2 separate regions of the Mus musculus genome follow, and region 1 is linked to region 2. The links are chromatin contacts, called in public Hi-C maps. All regions are on one chromosome and are shown on one strand. Each heading gives the region's core, a stretch centred on a gene start, on an enhancer-like site or on the middle of the called end of the contact. The rest is flanking DNA. Distances are from core to core; before and after follow the strand shown. Region 1 has its middle 21 kb from the start of Gm31586. Region 2 overlaps Gm31642 (a long non-coding RNA gene).

Region 1 (6,275 bases), core at 3,581-6,080, 120 kb after region 2:
ATAGCCTACAGACATCCTGCAGATGCCCCGTTAAAAGCCCCCAGGTTAGCCCTGCTGTCACTGGTCCAAAATGAGTCTGGGTCTTTAGACTTGCCTTCCAGCATCTCTGGCCCACCCACCTTGTCTCTAGCAGGGATCTGGAGCCTAGGAGCTGAGTCCGCCCCAGGGTGACCTGTGGGTGTAGTTTGTCCAGGACCTCAAGCCTCCGCTCTCCCTGCTGGTCTTTGCTCTGAGGAGCCTCTACCATGAGTCTCGCCCCAGCCACCCAGCATCCCTTTTTCTGGCCTTCCTTGCCTCCATAACGCATATCACTCCCTGGCCGGACCGCTGAGCTGCTCTAAATGTCCCTTTCTGTCCTGTTCGAAGGTCAGTTCTAGGAGGATCGGGGTTTGTCTGACCTGCCTCTGATGGGGACATGTGGTTCTCCAGACCATGTGATGCTGGGCACAAAGAGCCGCACCTAGTGTACAGTGGGTGTTCAGCCAGACAGGAGAATGAGAGAGGAGTGAGCCCCTGAGCCAATGGTGACACCAGAGAACATGCACGGAGCACGTAGTACACACCATATAAGGATTAATGTGTGACTCAGGAGACAGTCCACCCTGAGAATCCCCACAGACACATAACCATATGCCATCCCAGGCTCCATGGGAACAGTGTAAGGAACAGAACTGGACAGGGCTCCCCATCTACACAGAGGCCTCATGGAAACACCACAGAAGCCCACCCCACCCCATACCTGGGACCTAGCCTGGCCTGCACTTCCTCCAGCCCGGTACCCTATTCTTTCCCCAACACAGAGGCACTTCAAGAAGTACCAGCCGAAGAGGCAGGGGAGAGAACAGAAAACCATGGCTTCTTCAGGATTTCAGGGGGGTCACTATGCCAGGTGCCTGCCTCTCAGCACAGCTGGCTCCAGCCCCCTTCCCAGCTCCCCGAGCCAAAACCGCCATCCAAGTGCCCAACCCCCACAGTACAGCCTAGGCTGCCCTCCCTGGCTCAGCCCTTTCCTGCCAGCATCGCCCTCCCCGTGTGATGCTTTGTTCACCCAGGCTCTATTATGGTGACAAAACACTGGAAACCATCAAAATACACAACAGAGAACTAGTTAAATGGGACACGGCAACACAGGCTGGAACATTATGCTGCCATTAAAAATCACATTATAGAAGAGTATTTAATGATGGGAAAATGATCTTGGTGTAGTATTAAGTGCAAAACGCAGGTTAGAAAACAGTAACTGCAGCTTGATCCCAATTATGTCATAAATACATATTTTGTAAAAGACTGACGGGCAAAACACCCAAGCACTTCCATTTTTCTATTGAGAACACACATTATATTTTATAACCAAAAAGAAAAAGAAAAAATAGATGGCTTTTAAAGGGCCCTACAGGCTTCCAGCCTTGGCCTGGAATCATCTCCTTCAGCCAGCCTTGCCAGACCCCAGCTCTGCCAGGCTCCCCCTGCCCTGCACTTCCTGGAGTGATCCCATCTTGTACCTGTCAGTGCTGCCGCCCACAGGGCAGAGGCAGAACTGCAGCAGCCTTCTGACCAGGATGAGGCAGAACTCAGCACACTGCGCTCATCCGTCTAGGCTTCTTGCCCAACACCCGGTAACTACCACAGGTAACCAATGCGCCCAGGACCAACCAATTATCAGGACTGTTTCTGGTGGGGCAAGTGGACTTTAGAGTGACACCCCTTATCAGGAAAACAAAAACGGGGTGTGCTGCTTGCCACACCTAACAACTTTCTCTCCCAGCCACACAACTGTCCTCAAGGCCCAGGAAGGGATCTTCTGAGCCCACACTCCCACTGAGTCTAGGACAGAGGACAGCATGGTCTAGCCTGCACCACTGCTCCTACTTAACAAGGTAGCATTGTAGTCTTACCACTGGCTCAGACAACGGGGGTAAGGTGACTTATCTGTCACAATCAAGCCACAGTCAAGCCAAGTAGCACCCTCTGCCCCTTTCCTGTCTTGCCTGTTCTTCTCCCATCTCATCTGTTAGAGCATAGCTTCCACACATCCCCTCACTTGGGGCACAGAGTGAGGAGAGCCGATCCCCTCTCACAGTGGTTGCTCTGTTCCTTGTGGTACAGAACAAGAGGCAAGCTGCTATATTCACAGAAAGCCAAGGTCATCTAGTTGACAGCACTCATCACAAATACATTCACCTAGTTCCTGAGCCTTGTCCTGCCCTGAAGGTGTCTGGACCCAAATGTCACCAGCAGAGCCCCATTAACTCCACAGGTCAGAGCCAAGGCTGCCTCTTGGCAGTGTCTTGGACATTGACTACCTCCATCCACACATTCCCACTCCCTCCTGACCTGGAGTCAAGCACACATTCGGTCAACAATGTGACAGGACTAAGGGCAGAGTGCTTCGGCTTGCCCTTAGAGACCCCCTCCCCCAAGCCGAATGGGAACCTATTAGCCAGCACTGTGTGTGAAACCATGTGGCTGGGACAAGTGCCCCAGGCTTCCGAGCTGGCTGCAGACCAGGACCGGCCACAGCAAGGGCTACTGGGGTTGGATTGCAGAGGAGAGGGACAGATGGAAGCATGTGGATAGAGGGCCCCGAGACAGCCCTCCCTAAAAGCCCCACTAACCCACAAATGGCCTCTTACCTGTGACTGGGTAGTGCTGGGTGCAGCTGGGCTGGAATCAGCCTAGGCCTGGTTCAGTTGGCCCTTTTGCCCATAGGTACCAGAATCTCAGGGCCTATGGATACAGGAGGCTGTGGGAAGAAAGAGGAGGAGGTGCTGTCAGAAAGGATGAGCAGGATGCTATGAAGGGTAAACATGCAAATGGATCTGAGAGCACCCAGCTGGGCGATTAACACTGTACACACACACACACACTTTCTACTCAATGGTACATGTGCACTTGCACATTCATGCCACCAGCTGGATCAGGGATGCTCTGGGAACATGAATATCTGGCATCAGGATGGGTCTGGCTACTTGGCCTCACAACTGGCCCTGTGATCTTGGACCAGTCAACTCTCTAAGCTTCACTTCCCTCAGTCATAAAACAAGGATTTCTTCCTTCTGCCAAGACAGCAGAGGAATAGCAGAGGACAGTAGGTGTCCATCAATACCACTATTTGCCTCTTCCTCCTCAGCCACCAGATGCTAAGGCAGGTTCCAGGCTAACCCCAAAGTATGCTGTCGACAGAGCCCAGGAAGTATCTCCCAGCCTGAACCCCTACCTGTCCCCAAAGATCTCTGCAGCTCCTACTTATCCTCTCCCTGCCTTACTCTCTCTTCAAGCATCCTCCAAGGGTTCCCCAGACAGAAGCAGGAAAGATGCTAAGGGATCCAGCCTGGGGTCTCTCACATGACACTACCAGAAGGCCAGAAACAAAGCAGGTACTCCCAGCTCTCCTGCTCTGTGATCCTGTGGCCCTGAGCAAAGTTCTCTCTCTCTCTCTCTCTCTCTCTCTCTCTCTCTCTCTCTCTCTCTCTCTCTCTCTCTCTCTCTCTTTCCCTCAGTTTCTTTACCCTCTCAAAGTCCTGAATCCTTTTCTGAGTTATTACTCAGGGGTCCCAGATCTGTGTCTCTCAGAGTGGAGATACATGTCTGTCTCTGGATTGCATGGGGGGATTTAAGCGGGATGCAAACATTTTGACTTTCATTGGCTTGCATTTATTTTTCTCTGTGTTAGCGCAAAACATGACAGGCACATCATAGGCGTGATTTCACGGGTGTGTGACTCAGGGAGCACCGTGGTAATCCTCCTTCAAATAGTAGTCCACAAAAGGCAAAGATCACGGAGGAGAGTACAGGAGGGGAAGTACCTAGAAAACCCAGCTCCCTCCCAGCAGCCTCCACCTGCGTTTCCCAGGGAGCCGTCTGGTGTTTCCATGTGGGACCATCCAGCACAGGCCTGATCCCCAGAGCCTCTGAGAGACCTTTAAGATCTGATGGATGGAAGGATGTGGCCCCAAGATGATGAATGCAATGAGGGCAGAAAATGCCAAAGGCTCAGAGCCCCTCCCAGAGTTTGTGTTCTAGCAAGCCAAGGATGTGAGTGCAACTTTCAGCCATGCGGCAAGTGGGAGGGTGAGGTCTAGAAGGTGGGTTCTTCCTGCCTCCCAGGCTGCAGCTTCTCCTCTAGAAGGAGGCAGAGAATTAGGTGCCAAGCAGGACCTTGGCTCTATCCCAGGACTATCGCAAAAGGACCAGACAAGAAACAACCCACTAGTCACACAGCCCTCCAGCCTTAAACTGTGTCCCAATTCAGATGGCCCTAAGGATGTCTCTCAATGACTGAAGATCCTGGAGATCAAGACAGGAAGGAAGGACACCGTGGTGCCAGCTTGGCCCAGGTGAGTAGCCAGAGCCTGAACAATTCGTCAGGCCTGGGTCTCCTCCCAAGCCAGGTCCAGCCAGGCAGGAGTGCCCTCAATGCCTGCCCAAGCTGGCTCCCGGTAGACTGGCATGAGCCAGCCAGGGCCAGGCCAACAAGGACAGCCATGTCCCTGGCAGGCCTCCAGACCACCTGGCTGGTGGCCCTGAGCCCATCTCCACCTGAGCTGGCAGGCCAAGCCATCCCCATGAGTGCATCTCAAGCCCCCGCTGCCACGAGCCCAGACAATGACTGGGTCTCCAGCTCCCTTCCCCCAACCCTTTTAGAAGCTCCTGCTCTCCTCAGAGGCATCAGAAGAAGTTGCTATGGAAATGGGACCACAGGCAGAGCATGACAATGATTTGGGGCAGGGAGGAGCTGCAGTAGGAGCCAGTGCTCTCCTGGACACGGGGCCTGCCCATGTGCTGAGTCCCAGGAAAGGATGTGAGAGCTCTGCTAAGGAGGATCGAGGGACCAGAGCAGGGGCAGGGCTTCCTTCCAACCTGCCCTGCTGGATCGCTGCCCCTCAGCAGAGCGCACAGAGCCCTGAAAATCCATCGCCTGTTCCTTCTGCAGCAACTGCAGGATGCTGCCAAAGTAGGTGCAGCCCTGGAGGAAGGGGAGAGAAATCTACCAACAAACAGCATGTCCTAGAAGTCATTTTCCTCCTCACAGAAGTGGAGTCTGAGCGGTTTCCCGTCATACAGACTGGAGACAGAGCTGCAAGGATTGGCAACCCCAGCAAGGCAGCCCCCAGCCAACCCAGAACCCTGTCTCCTCCACCCCCCAACCTGATCCCTCTGACAACACTCTGTCTTCCATTCACTCAGCCTCCCACTCATTACACACTTCCTGTTAAGGAGCCACTAGAAGCCTGGGGACTGAGATAGACGCTCAGGGCAGAGGAGATACACGGACAGAGATGACCCATCATGATTGGAGGGAAGACACCCAGACAGAAACGCAGTACCCATGAGTCAGAGATGGCAGCCTTGAGTTTTAGGGTATGCACTTGGGCCGTGCTTTCAGAGACCTCCCAGCTCCCCTGACTCACCTCCAAAGCTCTCACTCTGTCCTCTACAGCCCACCGAGGCCTCATTTCCAGAAGGCTGTGGGGAGCATTTTCCACCAGCATCTTGCTATAGTTCGGAGCTTGTGAGTTTCCCATAGGCTCATGTATTAAAGGCATGGGCTCCAGGGAAGCACAATAGAAGCAGACTGAACTCTGGAGGCCTAGGGCCTAGTGGGAGGTCCTTAGGTGAATCAGGGTGTGTTTTCATTGGAGAGTGAGGCCCACTCTCTTCGGTACCAAGGGCTTTGCTGTACAAATTTTCTACCATGCTGTGCTACCTTATTATAGGCCTGAAGTAATGGAGCTAACCAGTCACAGAGCAGGATCTGCAAAACTGTGAGCTAAACTCAGTCTGTGGGTCATGACTCCTTTGTGGTCAAACGACCTTTTCACAGGGGTCGCATATCAGATATCCTGCATGTCAGATATTTACATTATGATTCATAACAGTAGCAAAATAAGAGTTATGAAGTAGCAATGAAATAATTGTATGGTTGAGGGTCAGCACAACATGAGGAGCTGTATTAAAGAGTCACAGCATAAGGAAGGCTGAGAACCACTGCTCTATAAGATGGCGGTTTCAGGTATTTTGTTATAGTTATGGTAAGCTAGGCTTTGCAAAGTGTCCCCTTTCATACCCTGAGTACAGTGACTATTTAGAGGTGGAAGGGTGGGGAGAATTTGCATGCAGCTGAGAAAGAAGTAGGGACTTGAGTTCTGTCCGTAGACAGCCAGTTAGACTCTGTTCTCTCCAGACCCAATACAACACCGCCCGGCAAGTTCAAGGTGCCCAGGTGGGTGAGGAATGGAATGGCCTCTGTAGGAACTTGATCTTGTCAGGAGTGA
Region 2 (6,197 bases), core at 814-3,313:
GGCTCTGCTGTTACTGGAGGCAGGACCAGGGGCTGTGGTGGCTCATTGCCCTACCTCTCTACCCCACAGCTTCATGGGAAGAAAGCCAGATGTCCCTCCCTTGGGCCCCCTTTCATTTCCTGGGCTCCTACCTGGCCCCAAGAGACAGAGCAGCAGTGTTTCATGACCTGCCTCATGTCTGGGGTAGTGCGATGGGTCAGAGCTAGCATTCTCCTCTACAGCAAGTTTCCAACCTGTTGGTCACCTGACTCTTCCCCTTGCCCAAGTAGTTCCTCCCCAGGACTTAGTCACCTTAGTCACATCCTTCCAGGATTGGGCCCATATCTCTAACTCACCTGTTGTCAGAGATGTGTCCTGAACTATTATGTTAAGGCACAATGGTAGAATGAACTCTGCTCAGGCCTCTCCCTAGGTGTATGGAGAGCCTCCTGGTTGGTGCTGTTAGCCCACTGTGGGAACTAAGGTTTCTACAGCAAGGCCTGCATGTTCTGCTTTTAGATGTTCCCTATGCCATTTCCACTGCCCTGAGCAACTGAGAGCAGAAAGGAGAGAGTACAGGTACAGGTAAGGGACAAGGCCATATGATTTAAGGAAAAAAAGTTACTCAAGGCCAGAACTAGTGATCGAAAGGGATCCTAGACCCAGCTTTGTCCCTGGGCTGAGTCCAGGGGAAGAGTAGCCCCTGGTCCATCCTCGACAGTCCCAGACAGCCAGCTGCCCCTTGGAGCTGTCAGCCCGACTCCGCCACACTCTCTCTTCGCCTTCTTCCACCCCCTTCCCCTGCCCTTTTTCCCTTCCTAAAAACACAGAGAATTGGGATTCAGAAGCCTACACTGCCTGCAGAACGTAGTTCAGTCTCCCAAAAGAGGAAATGCCAATGTGCGGGTTCTCATGGCAACTCCAGCTCCACCCCCTGCAGACGCCCAGCGCCCATATGGCGAGATTCGAGCAGGGCGCATTGACTCAGCCGGCCCCGGGTCTGGCTGGGGCTGCCATAAGGGGCATGTTGGATTTCTCGGCTGTCCTTTGGCAGCCCGTGGAGGGGCCAGCAGGATACACAGGAGCTGTCTGTGGGCAGCAGTGATCTGGTGCTTTCTGAGATGGGCCTTATCTGCCTCCTGCTCCTCTGCCCTTGCTGTATGATATAAACGCTGGGCTTGGGAGTTCCCTGCGAGGTATGGAAGGGCATGGGGAACAGAAGGGGAGCTAGGTGCTGGTTTTCTTGTCCTTGGCAATGGCACCAAGGCCTCCCTGCCAAGCAACGGTGAGGGGGCCAGAGCCCTGATCTCTAAGCCATGGAATGAAGAAGCAGCCCAGGCCTTGGCTGAGCTGCCCTAGGGCACCGCCCCTCCCTATTCACAAACTTCTCATGCCTACCAGGGCAGTGCCTGCCAGCCTGCCTTGTAGATAACCCTGCTTTTCCAGGCCAGCTGGCATTTCCATGATTAATGTAGTGGAAGCTGGTGCCAGGGTTGGGGGCTGCAGGGCTGGTGGTTAAAGAGCAAGTCTTCTATGGCTCAGCACCCATCCTGCATCCTTTGCTGGGGCCCTTTGGTACCAAGTAGAACGTAAGTAGTACTTGGGTTCCCAGTACTTCCCATCTCCTCCCCACTTGACCTCAGACATCAGCTAGCCCTGGGCCATCTCTTGGGTGAGCGCGGCAGGTGATGATGATGGTGATGGGGAAGAGGTGGGAGGAGGAAGAGGAGGAGCAAAGACTGATCAATTTCCTCCCATTGCACCCATGCTCTCTGGAGGCTATGAACCCCGATCTTTCTATGTGGGTTTTACTTTTAGCTTTCTTGTTTCTAACCCTTCCAGCAGACATTTATATGCATGTCAGAGCCAGAGAACCCACAGGTGGTGGGCCAGACCCGTCAGGAACACATAAATGGGGCACAGTGTGTAGAAGCGACACAAGATCACACAGCAAGTCCAGGTCTAGCAGGACTACAAAGCAAAAGCTGTTGTCTCCCTGCCTAGCCCTTCTCACAGTCCTCCCATTATGTCTCTGCTGAAGGAGGGATGGATGGGTAGATGGGGGCAGGGAGCAGGGACTGTGGAACAGATGGGCTTGGAGGCTCCATGGGGAGGGGAGGCTGATGGAGGGGGAGGAGCCCGGGAGAACCTGGAACTCTTACAAAGTTGCGAGTTAAAACATTCTTCACACTCCCGCCTCCTTCACTGTTCTGATGAACCAAGACGTGACAAAAATGTGTCAGATTTTTTAAAAAACCACACACATACACAAATGCCAGGCCTGTATCTACCGCCCGCCCAAGCTTGGCCCATCTGCTTCCTGGGGGTGGAAGGGAAAGGGCCTTAGGAGTCACACCTCACTCTGGTCACCTCTGCTCTAGCACACAAATGGCCCAGGCCATGGTAGAAGGTCTTAAGGGGAAGGCCCTGCTCTGCTCTACAGCCCATACCTCAGCTGGGCTCACCCTGGTGTCCCTCCCTCTGATACTCTCCATCTTCACTCCGAGATGGGTGGAGCCTCCCTCTCACCTGCTGCAGCTGGGGCCCAGCACTTGTGGAGTTCTCTCTCAATGTACAGCTCCAGAAACTGAGGCCCAAAGAGTCGGTTCACTCAACCAACACCAGCTGAGCATGAATTTGCTCTTCACTCAGGTCCATCAGGCAAAGGGGACTCAGTGCTGGCCAGAAACACAGGCACGCTCCCTGGCAGAACAAGATCATGTAGATAGACTGGGGCCCCTGAGGAAGAAGACAGATGGGCTGGCAGCAGGGCCTGGAGAGACACCCAGCTGGGCCTTACTTCCCTGCGACCATCAGTGGGCTTTATCACAGAGCTCAGCACCCTGGGACATGGGTCTCTTTAGTAGCTACTCTAGGTTGGGTTGATGTCATGGGATCACATGTGACCATGAACACACAGACAGAGGACAGAAGAGATTCCTCAAGGATGTAGGCTTGAGCACGGGGCAGGGCAGGGACTAGAGTCTGCCGGGCCTGGTGGATCCCTGAGAGGACAGTTGAGATTGCCAGGCATGCGTATGGGCTTGCTGTGGTCAGATGTGCAGAGGAGAAGCATCACTTCTCAGAGCTGTTCATGCTTCACCCTCCTTTCCCTCCCCTCTCCCTCTCCCTCACTCTGGAGGCCAGCCTGGCCCAGGTCTCAGGTCAAGGAGACTCCTTCTTAAGATTCTGGTTCAAATGCCTTAACGATACCTTTTCTGAAATATGTGCTTGAACTTGTTGAGACAAGCAAGAGTCCCAGCATAGACCTTTCCCACCTGAGGGCCCCCAGGCAGGGCTCCTCGGAGGCCCCCATCAGAGTGGCCACTCTGTCCCTTCCCCTTGTCACTTTGATATCAAAATCATATGACCAGACACCATCCTAGGTGTGGACACAGAGGTTCAGAGAGGAGAAGGAGTTTGTCACACGGAACACAGCAGTTGATAGGTTGGGGGTCAGTTCAGAATGGTGCCACCCCTGTCTCTGTTCAGAGGCTCTAGGGTCCTGATGCTGAGTAATGGGTAGGCTAGACAGGGTAGGCTGTAGCGTGGAGTGCCGGGCCAATGGAAAAAGCTGGCTGTGGCTGGGAGATTTCTAATGGAAGCCTCTTGGATCAGTTACTGGATATCCAGGCAGCTTGACCTTGAAAGCTGGTGGCTGGGAGAGGCTGTGGGCAGCCTAGCACAGATGCCCAGCCTCCTCCAGAGGAAGTCTGGGAGCTGGAGGCAGCTTGGTGGGTGGAAGGCAAAGGGGGCCTGGCAACCTGGCCAAAGAGGGGGCTAGGGGTGGTGGGGAAGGAATGTTCTATGGGATTAGCAGCCCCCTCTCCACCTCAACTGGGGGTATTCAGGAGCAAGCTCTTTTCTGAGGAGCAAGAGGGCACAGTTACATCTCCTGGACCTCAGCCTCCCCATTGCAACATGGGATTCCTGTGTCAGCTCCATTTGAGGCTGAGAGACAAGCCCTGGGGGATGTTCTGCAGAGTCCCATGGCCTCGGGGCCCAGGAGCAATCCACTGCCTCTGATTCCCCAGTGGGCCTGTGTGATAACATCGACACCCAGATTTCCAAGGCACCCTGAGGTACTGGGGTGAAGTCTCACCTGAACCCCACCCTCCCCACAGGACTGTGAGTCCCCAGCAATATCCCTTGCTCTCCCAGGGATCCATGCTAATGTCTGCTGTGGCTGGAAGTGCTCACAGAGGGCTTTCTCCTCAGTTGTCAAGTGGGAATGGAAGGAGAGGAGGAAGAGGCTCCACCGCTTCACTCCTCTCTCCCTCAACATTCTCCCTTCCTACTCATTTGAAATCCATTTGAGTTAATGGATTAATTAAGTGATTTAATATATGCACAGTGTTAGAACAGTGCTTGACACGGTAAAAACTGAGCCCTGGCAGTCGATGATACTATGGTGGCAACACTTCTCCTTCATGTACTAGTGCCATAGATTGGGAAAACTCTAGCAGTCATATACTACTTAGTATGAATTAGTTCTGAAAAACAGCTTGTTTTCCAGCTCGCCTTCATCTGAGGCTAGCCAGTTTTGCTCTAAGAGCCATTTTGGAGTTAATTGCATGGAAGGCAAACTAAGCAAGCCAAAGGCCTCTGAGTACCCAGTCTACAGTGACATCTCTAGCCTAGGTGGAGGGGAGTGAGGGGCCTTCAGGGACTACATGTACCCTCAGTTCTCCAGGGGCAGGGCTTGGGAGTTAGCATGAACAAATGTAGGGAAGTCACCTCCTGATGCACAGGTGCTCCCAGGGCAGGCAGAGGGAGTGGGGAGAGGCTCTGGGGCCACTGGAATCTGCTCCCCGAGGTGCTGGGCATTGCGGGAGATAGGGTAGGCAAGGGCAATCATGCACAGACAGGGAGGAAACAGAAGCCTTCAGCTGGCATCCAGGAAGTGAGATGGGCAGGGGGTGAGGGAATGACTTGGGGCGGGGTTAAACAGGTCTGGGTGTAAAGCTGAGAAGGGCCTTTAGGGCGTGCCAGGCTGTAGGGGTTGGCCTAACCACCAAGATGGCTAGTACAGAGAAAGCAGAGCCACAGCGGAGAGGCCAGCAAGCCTCTGGGTTGACAAGGTTTCAGGAGAGCGGCAGGATGAAATTCAAGCGTGAGAATCTGTGGTCAGACCTAAAGAAGTTCTTGGACATTCGGAAACTGATGGAATGTGGGAAGCCTGGGGTCTAGAAGAGAAACACTGGCTTCTCTTAGCCCAAAGCAGCAATGTAGGGCCTCCTTGGGCAGGAGTGTAGCTAGAGATGGTCCCCTACTGACTGTAGAGGTGCCACACACACTCCAAGGCAAGACACACTTTGGGGCTCAGATTTGGTTCATGAAACAGGGATAATAGTGCCTACTGTGCCATCTGAGGCTCCAAATATGATCCAGTTTGGTCACTGTCCAGTTCCCTGGCTGGGCTACCATATGGAACAGTAATGTCCTCAATACAACATACAAGGAACACACCAGCCTCTGCCTTCACAGACCCTGGGTTCTTTGTCTGGCCCATGGCTGCATGATGGGAGGGTCAAGAGGTCCTTCCATGGCAGACAGGCCAGTTCTACCCCTGCCTTTCTGAGCATTTCCTGCTTTTGACAATGGCGCAGCCACTGCCCACTACCCTGCATGGCCTGAGCTGAGGGATGGCGGTGGGCCAAGCAGGACTGGATGACAGACACATTCACACCTTTCACTAGCCTGAAGGTTCCCGAGGCTCACAGTGCTTATGATGAATAAGGTCACAGCAGTAGGGGGACACCATGACCCTGCAACTCCCATTCCCCCCTCAGCTGTACCTGCCAGGTTCAATCCAGCTTCTGTCCAGGGAGCCTCTGAGAACAAGGTACGATCTGACTGGTTGGTCTGCAGGGAGTAAGTCAAGGGATTTCCTCTGTGGGTCATCAGGCAAGATGGATGGAGCTGGCTGGGGGCCTCAGGGACAAGAGGGCAGGAAACCGAGTCTTCACAGCAACAGCTGCTTGGCAACTGGGCTCCTATGCCCCAGTCCAGGGTGTCTACTCTTAAGTGGTGGTGAATGAGAGGCCTGCCTGCCTCTCCGTGGTCTATAACTAACTGTTCCAGTCCGGCAGAGTCTGTGCTCCCTCCTCCAGACTGTAAAACGGGTTTGAAGCCAGCAAACCCTCTCTTGGGTACGTACATGTGACCTCAGTATCACATGAGTGGACACACACCCTGGGCTGGGAGAAGGCAGGTGC

The links. Hi-C and Micro-C count contacts between places; a contact is called where the count stands out from the background.
Region 1: a Hi-C map of cortical neurons shows a contact between it and region 2, with 1.8 times the contacts expected there. The contact joins two enhancer-like sites. A contact is called at or near these places in 3 of 484 Hi-C or Micro-C datasets (the AML12 cell line and cortical neurons) and 3 of 9 other capture datasets (adipose tissue, embryonic tail and pancreatic islet).

Annotation. Positions count from the first base shown.
Region 1 is chr9:56,772,906-56,779,180 of GRCm38.p6, forward strand. It overlaps a transcript of Lingo1 not described here. Among named protein-coding and RNA genes, the nearest start is that of Gm31586, 21 kb to the right of the region's middle. Within about 2 kb of position 4,831, at least 31 of the 459 cell types and tissues checked have an H3K27ac peak or open chromatin away from gene starts, as enhancers often do. A contact at or near this core is called in cortical neurons, where this site is marked.
Region 2 is chr9:56,656,023-56,662,219 of GRCm38.p6, forward strand. All of the region lies in intron 1 of Gm31642 (a long non-coding RNA gene), which reads left to right. It also overlaps a transcript of Lingo1 not described here. Among named protein-coding and RNA genes, the nearest start is that of Gm31642, 8.2 kb to the left of the region's middle. Within about 2 kb of position 2,064, at least 25 of the 459 cell types and tissues checked have an H3K27ac peak or open chromatin away from gene starts, as enhancers often do. A contact at or near this core is called in cortical neurons, where this site is marked.